Regions from separate parts of the Mus musculus genome. Here all the other regions are linked to region 2. A link is a contact called in public Hi-C data. All regions are on one chromosome and are shown on one strand. Each heading gives the region's core, a stretch centred on a gene start, on an enhancer-like site or on the middle of the called end of the contact. The rest is flanking DNA. Distances are from core to core; before and after follow the strand shown. Region 1 overlaps Dgki (diacylglycerol kinase, iota). Region 2 overlaps Dgki (diacylglycerol kinase, iota). Region 3 overlaps Dgki (diacylglycerol kinase, iota).

Evidence for each region. A called contact is a pair of places that touch in the nucleus more often than the background predicts.
Region 1: a contact with region 2 is called in a Hi-C map of the N1E-115 cell line, with 6 times the contacts expected there. The contact joins two enhancer-like sites. A contact is called at or near these places in 5 of 484 Hi-C or Micro-C datasets (the N1E-115 cell line, cerebral cortex, nephron progenitors and 1 more) and 1 of 9 other capture datasets (embryonic stem cells).
Region 3: a Hi-C map of the N1E-115 cell line shows a contact between it and region 2, with 4 times the contacts expected there. The contact joins two enhancer-like sites. A contact is called at or near these places in 1 of 484 Hi-C or Micro-C datasets (the N1E-115 cell line) and 2 of 9 other capture datasets (embryonic stem cells and liver).

What each region holds. Positions count from the first base shown.
Region 1 is chr6:37,213,993-37,217,911 of GRCm38.p6, reverse strand. The region is part of intron 1 of Dgki (diacylglycerol kinase, iota); the gene reads left to right. Among named protein-coding and RNA genes, the nearest start is that of Dgki, 84 kb to the left of the region's middle. Within about 2 kb of position 1,356, at least 102 of the 459 cell types and tissues checked have an H3K27ac peak or open chromatin away from gene starts, as enhancers often do. A contact at or near this core is called in the N1E-115 cell line, where this site is marked.
Region 2 is chr6:37,052,887-37,056,450 of GRCm38.p6, reverse strand. All of the region lies in intron 10 of Dgki (diacylglycerol kinase, iota), which reads left to right. Among named protein-coding and RNA genes, the nearest start is that of Gm52857, 150 kb to the right of the region's middle. Within about 2 kb of position 1,765, at least 19 of the 459 cell types and tissues checked have an H3K27ac peak or open chromatin away from gene starts, as enhancers often do. A contact at or near this core is called in the N1E-115 cell line, where this site is marked.
Region 3 is chr6:37,274,908-37,278,564 of GRCm38.p6, reverse strand. All of the region lies in intron 1 of Dgki (diacylglycerol kinase, iota), which reads left to right. Among named protein-coding and RNA genes, the nearest start is that of Dgki, 23 kb to the left of the region's middle. Within about 2 kb of position 1,269, at least 58 of the 459 cell types and tissues checked have an H3K27ac peak or open chromatin away from gene starts, as enhancers often do. A contact at or near this core is called in the N1E-115 cell line, where this site is marked.

The DNA of each region.
Region 1 (3,919 bases), core at 107-2,606, 160 kb before region 2:
CCTTGGGAGAAGGATTATCTTTGAAGAAGATTCAGGGCCCTAGTCTGAGGTAGCTCCCTGGGCAAAGTAGACTCAGCAAATCCCAGCAAGCTGAACAAAGAACTCTGATTATCCATTTCTTGGTCACTAGTGATTTTTGAGCATTTACGGGGTGTGTGTGGGGGGGCATGTCTTTGTTTATGTATATTGCTTCATTTAATAATCTCAATTAACTATAAAGAGTAGATAAGTTACTACCTCAGTGAAATATGAGGAAACTGAGGCAACAAAGGTTAAATCATTTGCCTAAAGTTAGGGCACTTGCAAACACTCAAGCCAAGATTCAAAGGTCAGTGAAATGTCTTTGAAGACTTACCTCTGTGTTTTGGGGCATAATCCCAGCTACTTGCTAAGGAGAACAACCAACCGTGTGGGGTGCACTGAGGTCAGTCAGTAGGAAAGCTCTTCACAACTGTGGCTCTGCCATGATTCTGGAGGGAAATGTTCTGCACTAGGTTGAATGCAAACCAAGGGAAAAATGACAAGAAGGTGGATTTCCAAAGCTGAAGGTGTGGCCAGTGGGCAAGAACTTGAGTCAAAAGGAGACCCCCCGCCCCCGTTTAAAGGTGGAAAGCTATACTTGTATTCTGAGGGGAAAGCGAGTAAGCATAGAGAAGCTGGTTTAAGAAACAAGAGAAGGAGGACATTTGGGTGGAATTAAGCTCTCCAAGGTAGCAAGAACCAGCTGAATCCGGAGCATCCTAAAGAGACTCACCCTGGACAAGAAAAGAGTGGAGGAGTGGAGGGGTGTGCTGTGTGACTTCTGGAGAAGGACTGTATCTTTGAAGAAGCATTCAAGGCTCTAGTGTGATGTGGGTGGTTCCTTGGGCAGAGCGGTCTCAACAGACCCCAGTGCGTTGGTTAAAGAACTCTAACAATCAGTTTCTTGGCCAACCAAGAGAGTTTTTAATGAACTTCACCAGTAGTGTCCCTTATTCTCTTCTATCTCTAGGGCCTCTGTAGAGCCTTAGTTTCCAGCCAGGTGTGGTTTCCCTCCTGAGTGGTACTTTTCCATTAGGAATAAACAGAAGAGAAACTGCTCTGATGGAATCTGGTGGAGAGAGGTGAGAAAAGGGAACAGGGATTTGTGCACCTTCTCTTTGTCACTACTGGAAAAGAAGGAGATGGAGCCAAGGGGGGTAAAGTCACAGAGGTAGGGGCAGCCAGGAGGTGGGTTGGAGGAAAGCCAGCTTGTTTAACAAGCAAAGCAGATAAAGATTAGAGTAACCATGACAACAAGCTGCTGGCGGAAGACTGGGGTTTGGGACTGAGGGAGGGAGGTGGAATGAGTCAGCTGGGTAAAAGCCCAGAGTTTTGGAAAACGACATTTCTTCCCTCAGGCTCTTGGCTGTTATAGACATCACCATAGTCACCCACAGTGACTAGAAAGGAGAGAAAGGCAAGAGGGAGGGCAGGGGAGATCAGTAGGTAAGGTGGGTCTAGCTAACTCAGAGAAAGGAAGGAACCTGGGGCTGGGAACAGGGCTGGCGGCTGCAGGGATGCTGGGAACACTCAGAGTGCGTTGCCTCAGTCTACCTCTGGCGTGTACATTTTTCTGTTCAGTCCTATTTATCATGTGTGCTGTGGTGTGGAGGTGCCGCAAAGAATGTGGTTTTTGTATTTTTAGTTTTCTAGAATGTCTTTTTTTTTTTTTTTTTACTCCTGAGCAACGAGGCCTGAGCCTGTCAAGAATGCTTTTCTGGGGATGTTCCAAGTTTATGTGTACCCGAGAGAGGGTAGAGAGATGGTATGTTCACGTTAATGTGGCCTCTTTACCAAGCCTACATCTGGACTTGGTCAAGAACTTCTTAGAAGTCGTTTGCCCTTGAGACGTTGCTAGCCTCTTCTGTAGCTGCTCGGGGATCTGTCAGTAAGAACACGGATGCTTTGAAAAGAGAGGTGAATGCTGCTGCTACTTTCTGAGTAAGATCAAAGCACCTGAGTGGGAATACTGAGACGCTGGCAGCATCACAGACAAACGGCTCTTTTGGCTTACGTATCTCCTCATCACGCCCAGCATGGTCTGTCCCAAAATAGCACCAGCACGGTTGGAGAGGGACACAGACTTCTCAGTCTAATGTAAAGAGCTCTGAAAAAGTGGCTTTGGAGGTCAGCTGCTTCCCTCCCCTGCTTCCCAACTGCACCCCGACCCTTCCACATCTTCCTACACATGCAGATTCCGGAGCTACAGATTGTCTGGGCAGGGGGTGGGGCTGGAGTCTAGAATGAGTCCTGGGGAGGCTGAAGGCCAAGGCCCCTCAGGACCTTGCAGCCCTACAGGCGCTGAAAGCTTAGGAATCATAGATAACAGCGTACCGGAGACCTTGCAGTTTTAACTGAGGAAAGAGGTGGCAAAGTGGATTCACAAACCTTTCGAAATCGATTGTCTCCAAAGTGTATGTAGCTCAAGCGCGTGAAAAAAGAGGCTCTCTTGTTCAAAGAGGAAAAATTCTAAGAGAGATATAGGTCCAAGCTCTTTGTTGCAAATTGTCATAAATAGCTGGGGAGAGGGAACACAAAGGTAGCTGATCTCCCCTGAGGGTAGAAGAGGGCTGGCTCAGGCATGAGAGAGGTGGCAACTTGGACAGCAGCCTCAACGGACCTTTTCTTTTCCTTCTTTTCTCAAGCCCGCCTCTCTCAGGTGGATAAAGTCATCCTGTGTCTTGGCTCCATCATGAGTGGGAGGTATAACTTTTGTTCAGCAGTGAGACAGAGTTCCTAAAACCCTGGGGGCCAGGCCATGCGCTGAGATTTTGTTGGTGAGAGAGCTCTCCAGAAATAGCGACTTTAATTTTCTTTGTTGTCTGGCACCTACAGGGTTTGACATAAACTACTTGTTGGGAGGTCACTCACCAAGCACCCTAAAAGGAAAGAAGAGAAAGGAGGGTGTGGGTGCAGGATGCAACAAAGCGTTCCCTTTTGTGTGGGGAATAAGATCATTCAAGAGGATGTGAGGAATGGATGAAGGTTCTGAGCCAAGTCACAGGCACACACCTCTATTCCAGCCCTCCGGAGGCAGAGTTAGAGGGATCTATGGGTTCGAGGCCAGCATGGTCTACAGAATGAGTTCTAGGACAGCCAAGGCTACACAGAGAAATCCTGTCTGGGAAAACAAAAACTAAAAATAGCAGCAGCAATAGTAACAACAGCAGCAACAAACGAACCAACCAACCAAACGAAAAGAAAGTTCTATGCTGGCGTGTAAATTGTTCACTTACCTCATAGTCAGCCTTACAAATTAACTGAAAGTCTTTTCATTTGTGAGCTAATTTACCAAGCACAAATTGTCTCTGGGCAAGTGCTGTATCAGAACAAGAGAAATATCACAAGGATGCAGATAACACACCATTTCTCCTCTCTAGGAGTCCGAGGTTAGTGGGTGAGAGACACAGACATAGCTCGCTGTGTTATAAGTTCATGGATAGTCTGATGGGTGGACCCATGAGCAAATTACAAGAAGTGATGGTCAGCTTGTCCTGGGTGAGGGTAAAAGGGTAAGGATGGAGTATCATTTAGGAAGCAGCAGCAGCAACAAAGCTTCATCGTTCTGTACCAAAGTCTAGAGATTCCAAACCAAGGTTCTGACAGGGTTAGGTCTCTGGGGAGATGTCTTCCTAGATAGAAGTCCACCTCTCTTTCCATGCTTCTGAGAGAGAAGAAATGTGAAGGAGCACATGGATATATTTTCTGGTGTCTTTTCTATAAAGGTTCCAATCTTATCAGATCAGAGCTGCACTATTTAAAAAAATCTGTACACTAATCGATTCATCTATTTTTGGTGGTGGGGGTTGGGTACTCCATAATGTATGTGTAAAGGTCAGAGGACAGCTTGTGGAAATTCATTCTCTCCTTCCACCATGTCGCTCCAAGGGATCAGACT
Region 2 (3,564 bases), core at 516-3,015:
CATTAGGGTTTTGTCTGAGTCTTCCAAATGACGTCACCATTGCTAAAATCATGGTCATTTCTCAGGATGAACTGGTTACAGGGTAACTTGTCGCAGGAGAGCCTATGGTTTCAAAGAAACCTCTGGTCTCCTCCTTCTTCAAGACGCCTGATCACTCAAAAGGTTAAAAACCAATTTCAGTACTATGGAGAACAGGGAAAACCGCTATTCTAACAAACAATGTATTTTCTGCACCCTTCACTTTCCTGTCTGTGAGTGGTGATGTCCTTCCTCGTCTAAGGTGTGGTTCTACTGTAATACTGGAGAAGAACCTAGTGAAGGGTTTCTTAGGGTTGATGTTCAGTTTCCCCTGACACACCCACTCAAGGACTGGCCTCCTTGTAGCCTAACAAGGGTGATGCAGTTGAAAATCCAGAAAATGATCAAAGTATTTGCAATCAGTTTCCTGGGTTTGGTAGTCTGAGCACTGCAGGCTAGTTACCATCTACTAAATTGTATCAGGGCTCTCCCTACATAACTCATGGTTTTTGAGTAGCCCAAGCTGGCTTTGAGCTCCCCGGATAGTCAAGAATAACTTGAACACATGACCCTCTCCCTTCTGAGGATTACATCATGTGCCACTAGGCCCAGTTAATACAACCCAAGGTTTCATGTGTACTGGCAAGCACTCCACCAGCTGAGCTGCACCCCAGCCCTGAAGTGGGTTCATTGATCACGCTACCCCCTCCTCTGTATGTGCTTTTCGGTTTTCCTTTCCTTTGTGAGGCTTGCAAGCCACTGTACAGCCCTGTTCCTGTTCCAGTCTCTGTGAATTAATAATGACAGAAGGCTTCAGACGTTATCTAAAGACTGCTTCTCAGTTCACAGAGGACTCACAGATCAAAGCTAAGTGAATTTGGAGGAAATCTTTTTTCTTAGGGACAGGAAAGGAGTCAGTGGGGCTGGGGTGAGGGTGGGTAAATTAGGTGACATTTGTCTTGTCTTCCAAACTGAGCACATTAGACCCGGAAGAGGGGTTCTGTGTAACTACTCGGAGAGGGAATCTGAGAGGAAAGTCCCCTCTTTTCTCTGACACGGGAAATTTCTGGTCATCCTTCAAGGCTCACCGGTGCCTTTTTAAACCACTTTCAAAATCAGTCACCCTCTCACTGTGTTCTAAGGCCCTGAGGTGCACCGGTCTCTCAGGGATGATAGAGGTCATGTTCTCTGGGCTTGTGTTCTCTCTGAGTGTAGGTGTCAGAGTACTGGGGGAATTTTGAGAGCATGGAGCATAGTAAACTAACAATTGTACAGTGAGAGATACAAACATCAGAGCAGATGCTACGATGCATGTTCCGTGTTTCGATGACACTGCTGTGAAGGGAACATGCAGAAAAAAAAAAAGGAAATGTGATTGGATAAAGGTGTCCAGCCCGTTTAAAAATGCCTTAAAACTTGGGTTTGTGCCATGGAAACTGTATTTAAGTATTTTGGTTTTCGAATTCTTTTTGTTTATGAACAGCAACAGCAAGGTGACATGGCTAATTTTAGTGTGCAGATAGTCTCCTGGAAGCCTGTTAAGGCAGAGGGGACATCTCAGTAAGTCTTGATGGCCAGGAGTATCCAGGTAGGACCTCTCATTCCTCACATGTTCTCGATGCTGTATCTGCTAGGAGATAGATCTCGATGATGCCTCTGCTAGGAGATAGATCTAGCTGCCCGACCAGGGCTTCCTAAGATGGGTGGGCATATTCTGATTTTTGTAGTTTAACAATATTTCACTCGTCTTACTCCTCTGACTCATTTCCTCTCTGAAGAGCAGGCTCCAAAACCACTTTTAAACTTGCATTAGTCTGAAGTAAACAACTAGATGATATCGCCATCTAGTGGTGAGGAGGAAAACTGTCTCTTGTTCCCTCATTTAGACTTGAAAAAAAAAATTCAATATTTTGAAGGATTATATTGGGCTAAACATACTCCAGGGCTGTTTCTGTTAAACAACACTTCCATTTAAACTTCACACTAGTTGTTTCTATTTATCCTGCCCCATCCGTGTACACATGACACTGGTATTCAGTAAAGGTTTAGACACCGGTTGTACTGTTGCCACCAGAAATATTTGAGGAGAAAGGTATTGGGTCCAGGCATTAAAATATCAGCTTTGAAGTACTCTCTCTCCCTGTGGGAGGGAGACGGAAGGTAGGATGAAAAGTTTTCTCCATCACAATCCCCTCCTCTGTGTGGGAAGTTGGGAAGGCTGGGCGCATCTCACTCCTATGACATACCTCCGCTGTTTACTGAGTCCAGAGACTCTTTCTCATGTTACCTCATATAAATTCACAGATGCGCAGATGTTAACCACTAGAATGGGTCTATGCAGTCCTGAGAGTCAAGGGATTCTCTGCTCACACTGTCCAGTATGGAGTTCCAAGGCAGATGTGTGGAGGAAACTACATTCTTAGACCGGAGCTCTGGGTACTGACATGAGTGGGAAGCTGCTGGTGGATAGATTTATGTTGGCTGAGTTTATGCCACTCTCTGTGAACCAGTGTCCCCCAGATAGCCACCCTCTTAAGTCAGGGCCAAGTATATCAATAGAGACGTAGGGAACAGATGAAAGACTCTGACTGAGAAACAAATTCCATAAACTGTCTCTGAAATACTTGCATTGCCTCAGTGCAGGCATTAGATTTTGAAGTGCTGAAAACGTTTTAGTCTGGAGCTAAATACAACTTTATTGTTTTCTACAAATTTAGGCTTCTAAGGGTCAGATTGGTTTGGAGAGACAGCCCAGGGTTAGTAAGTAATTAATGAGGGCCCTGGCAAGACTCCCAAGGGTACCCAGTCAAGAGTACCCAATCACATGATCTCTACATTGTTCAATAGTCAGTAAGTTATTATACCTGGGAATGGAACAGGAATTCATGAGCACTGTCCCCACCCCCCAACTCCCATTCAAGAAAACCAGACATGGGTATAAAAGCTGCAGGCCTTATGTTTGGCATGCAGCATATGAGAACTGTCACGTGCTTGCTGGTGACAGTTGTGTAAATGACTGAGTAGATTTCATGACTCCTTTCCAGTGTATCCCATTTGTGTGACCAGTAACCCCCATTTCATTCATTGACTCTGGGAGAGCACTAAAGTAGCTTATCTCAGTGTTAGAGGCAGTTTGGTAGGTCTTATTTAAATGTGTGAGTGTTTAACTTTACGAGCGTCTAGCTTGCATGCCCCACTCACCTGGGTTGCTTTAAAGAAATGATTTTGTTCAAATTCTTTTCATACCATATTATGGAAATGAAGTGTGTGTGTGTGTGTGTGTGTGTGTGTGTGTGTGTGTATGAGAGAGAGAGAGAGAGAGAGAGAGAGAGAGAGAGAGAGAGAGAGAGAGAGAGAGAACACGTATTTGATGGCTTCCTCAGTCACTTTCCTTGGTCTTTCTTTGATAGCAGAGTCCCTGACTGAACTTGGAGCTCACTAATTTGTCTGGACTGGGTGGCCAGCAAGCTCCAGGAGTGTGGCTGTCTCTACCTCCCCGGTGTTGAGGTTCTAGGTGTGTGCCTGTCTTTTTAAGTGTGTGCTGGG
Region 3 (3,657 bases), core at 20-2,519, 220 kb before region 2:
TCAGTCTTATTTATTTGTGATGATATTGAGGATATACAAGATTCACAAATTGGGCTAAGAACCCGGAGAACACTTCTCAATGTGAAATTTGTTTTGGTTTGATAAAAAATGGTCGCAACTGTGTGTTCAACATGCGGTGAAACATAATTATATAACTATCCTGTCTTTATTTTCCCCATTAATTAGTTCTTTTATTCACTTTGCATCCTGATCACAGCCACACGTCCTCCCAGTTCCCACCGCAAATTGCCCCTCCACCCCACCTCCCATTCTCCTCTGTGGAGACTCCCCCCCATACCAACCCCCCCTGGCACATCAAGTCAATACCTACACATTCTTACACTTAATTCTCAGGTGTCTCTATCTTGGCTGCATTCACTTTATTCTGCAGCATCCAAACTCCTCATTGTCTCCTGTACTACCATACCTCCTGTTTTCTCTGTCCTTTTGGCGGTCTCCTTTGGTTCCCTTATTGTGGTGCCAAAGAGAGTTCCTGGAGGTAGTGAGAATAAAAGGCCTTTGTCCACTTCTCCTTGGCCAACCAAGACTTTGATTTATTCTCATTTTCTACAGTGAAGATGATAGAAAAGTTAACGTTCATGAGCTTCCTTAGAATTTTTGAACAGAAAAGCAGCGTTTTTTTTTTTTTTTTTTTTTTTAGTGTGTTTTTCTTCTAAGGGATTTGGAAGAGTTTCGTAGGCTTTTTCATCTTTGTTAGAGTTTCTTTTGTAACCAGGGAGAAAGAGGTAGGTCATTTTGCATCAGTTTTGCAAGGAAAGCATCCAAGTAGAAGTACCACCATGACTTCCAGTGGCATTCAGCTTCAGTGTGGTTACATTCACGGGGCTTGCCATTTATTTGTGCCCATCAGCTGGTTTCTTAACCCTTTGAATGCCAGCACCCACTAATCTTGAGCCAAGGGTGTAAGAGCCTGCGCTTCTGGGTTTCTGAGAGGCCCTGAGATTTGTCAGTCTGCTAACAGCTCAGATGTCTTTCTCCCCAGACGCCCAGTTCCTCCAGCACCAATGAGGTGCCTGGTGTGGGATTTCTGAGGGAGTGTCACTGGGGACAGGCTGCTGCTAATCAGGTGCAAATTGGCAGAAGCTCAGGAGGGACCAGGCCCCAGTGGATGGCTCTGACATTTTCAGAGAAAGCTGGCTGTAGGCTGGAACTGGTGACTCCTCACCTCTTGGCCTGGCCTGATTCCTGGCTGGGAGGCCTGACACAGGGCTAGAAGGGCTGCTCTGGGCTCACACAGCCTCACCCTCGGAGCTCCTGCCAGCTGGCTGGTTTGGCTGGCTGGTTTTCTTTGCAAGAGGGAGAGGCCTTGATCAGTCATGGGGCTTTCCCAGTAAGTGCAGAAACAACCAGGAGGACCTCCAGCCCCCTCCCCCGAGACACCTTCACTGCAGTAGGCACACCAGTTGGTTAAGAGGGTAGGGATTGGTGGCTGAAAATCCAATATGAAAGGAGTTTCTTCCCGAAAGTGTGCCCATTTCCCATGAGACTCACTGTTTAGCACCTGAGTTCCCTTGTCAGCTGTCAGCTGCTCTTTTGACTTCTGTAGGAATTTTCACTTGAGGTTGTCCTTACCCAAGCAGTGAGTGGGAGGAGCTAGGAGCTATGCTGTGGTGGAAAGATGAGGCAGTAGGACGTGAAGTGTTGTGCAGGTGGTTAATTCTGTGGTTCCTGGTTTGTCTGGAAAAGCATGCTTCCTGAGACTTTCCTGGATATAGGCTGTGACCATTGGGAGAGTCTCTAAATTTACTTCAGCATCTCTCCTCCCCTCCCCTCCCCTCCGTTCCCCTCCTCTCCTCTCCTTCTCTTTCCTTTTCAAAGATAACTTATTTAATTTTAACCACTGAGCCGTTTCTCCAGCTCTGCATTACTATCTTCTCTTCTATTGTCTTTGTTTCCTTTAACTTCTAAAGAATGTGTAGCCTCATCCTCAAGGATAATAGAAACAACTGAAATACGGGCCCTGACTTAAAAACATTCAGGCATGTACATGTATGATATGATCTACGATACACAACTGATGCCTATGCCCACACACTGCCAGCTGTTTCGTATTACTGATAGCCGTCTTGGTGTCTCAAATGTTTGCCTGTCTCACACCATCAGTGACCTTGTTTCAGAGCGTGAGAACCATATAGACATTGTGCACACTTTTCATTACAAGGATGAGTCAGTGGGAGAGTATTTTGAGAAAATGACAGACTACTAAGCAACAAACCCTCTAAGACAAACTTCAGAACAAACTTCTGGCTCAAAAGCAACTGGGCAACTTAGAATAAAAGAATACAGACAGATATGTAAACAGCACAGATTTACACATGGTGAGAATGCTGTTAAAGCTGTGTGAAAAGCGTCAGGAGACAGCAGAGGAGGGTGCAGTGGTCCTCAAGACCAAGAGGGTAAGAGAGTTCTTTGCAGCAGAGGTGATGCTCAACAGATTGTTGAAGATTTATCATATGGGTAGTCAGGGTGATAGCATAGTCATGGGGGTGGGAGAAAGCATCATGCATTCCAGAACAAAGTTGTCCACGATACTAACATGTAGGAGCCTGAGTGTCTGGCAGGCTGTGGGCCTTGCAATGGACCAGGACAGATGATGGATGCTTGCCACACAGAATGTGGACACTATCTTTCTGATAAAAGAGTGTTGCGGTGGGCTGTGTGAAGAGCTGATAATTTGTTAAACCACAAGGCTGGGCTGTACCGCTTTTCAGATCCCATGGCATCTGAAATTCTGGGATTCTCTGTGTGGGTACAGGGTTGTGGATCTGGGAACACAGCTTTATTGGGGAGTGTGATTTGGTGTAACATCTGTGGGTAGGTGTTGGAATGTGGGCTGTACCCAATAGCAATATTAAAAATTACACCAAGAGCACTTGGTTCTGAGTTAAGCTGGAGCTTAAATATCCAAGACTCATTTCATCCTTTGATCACAGGCTGACAGTGGCTAAAGCACTTTTATCTGACTATGACTCAAAACTGTCACTTATAAAATGGAGATTTTCAATTCTGTGCAGCTAGGCATGCTTGCTTGGGGGTGGTGGAAGTGGAGGACCCACTTATTTGGTAATGGCTTTGTTATTTTGGCCATTTGATGTCAATATATTATTTTAAAGTTTTCCATTAAATTGTAATTATATTGTGACCATCAGCAAGCATGGAAAAGTGTGTGTGTGTGTGTGTGTGTGTGTGTGTGTGTGTGTGTGTGTGTGTGTGTATGCTCAATATGTTCATGCATTTTCCCTGAGTTTTCATTTATTTTTGGAAGAATCAGGCTGGGGTTAGGAAATGGGAATAGATACAAAAAATAGTGTTACACAAAGGCCTTGATTTCCAGCTGGGCTAAGTTAGAGAGATACCCGTGTAGTTGAAGGCACACACACTCTTGCACATCTAAGTGTTTTCTTGTGTTTGATTAACTTCAACACAGGGGACCCTTATTTCCTGAAACTACACATCGAACATTTTTTTTTACAACTCTTAACACAGTACACAATCTCTGAGTTGTCTGTGTGCTTTTTAGCATGGATTTTGTTCTTGAAGTGTGTCTCAGGAGGTTTTGCTTAGTAGCCTTCCATCTTCTCAAAATACTCTCCTATTACCCTATCTTTGTAGTTAAGAGGGATACATATCCATAGG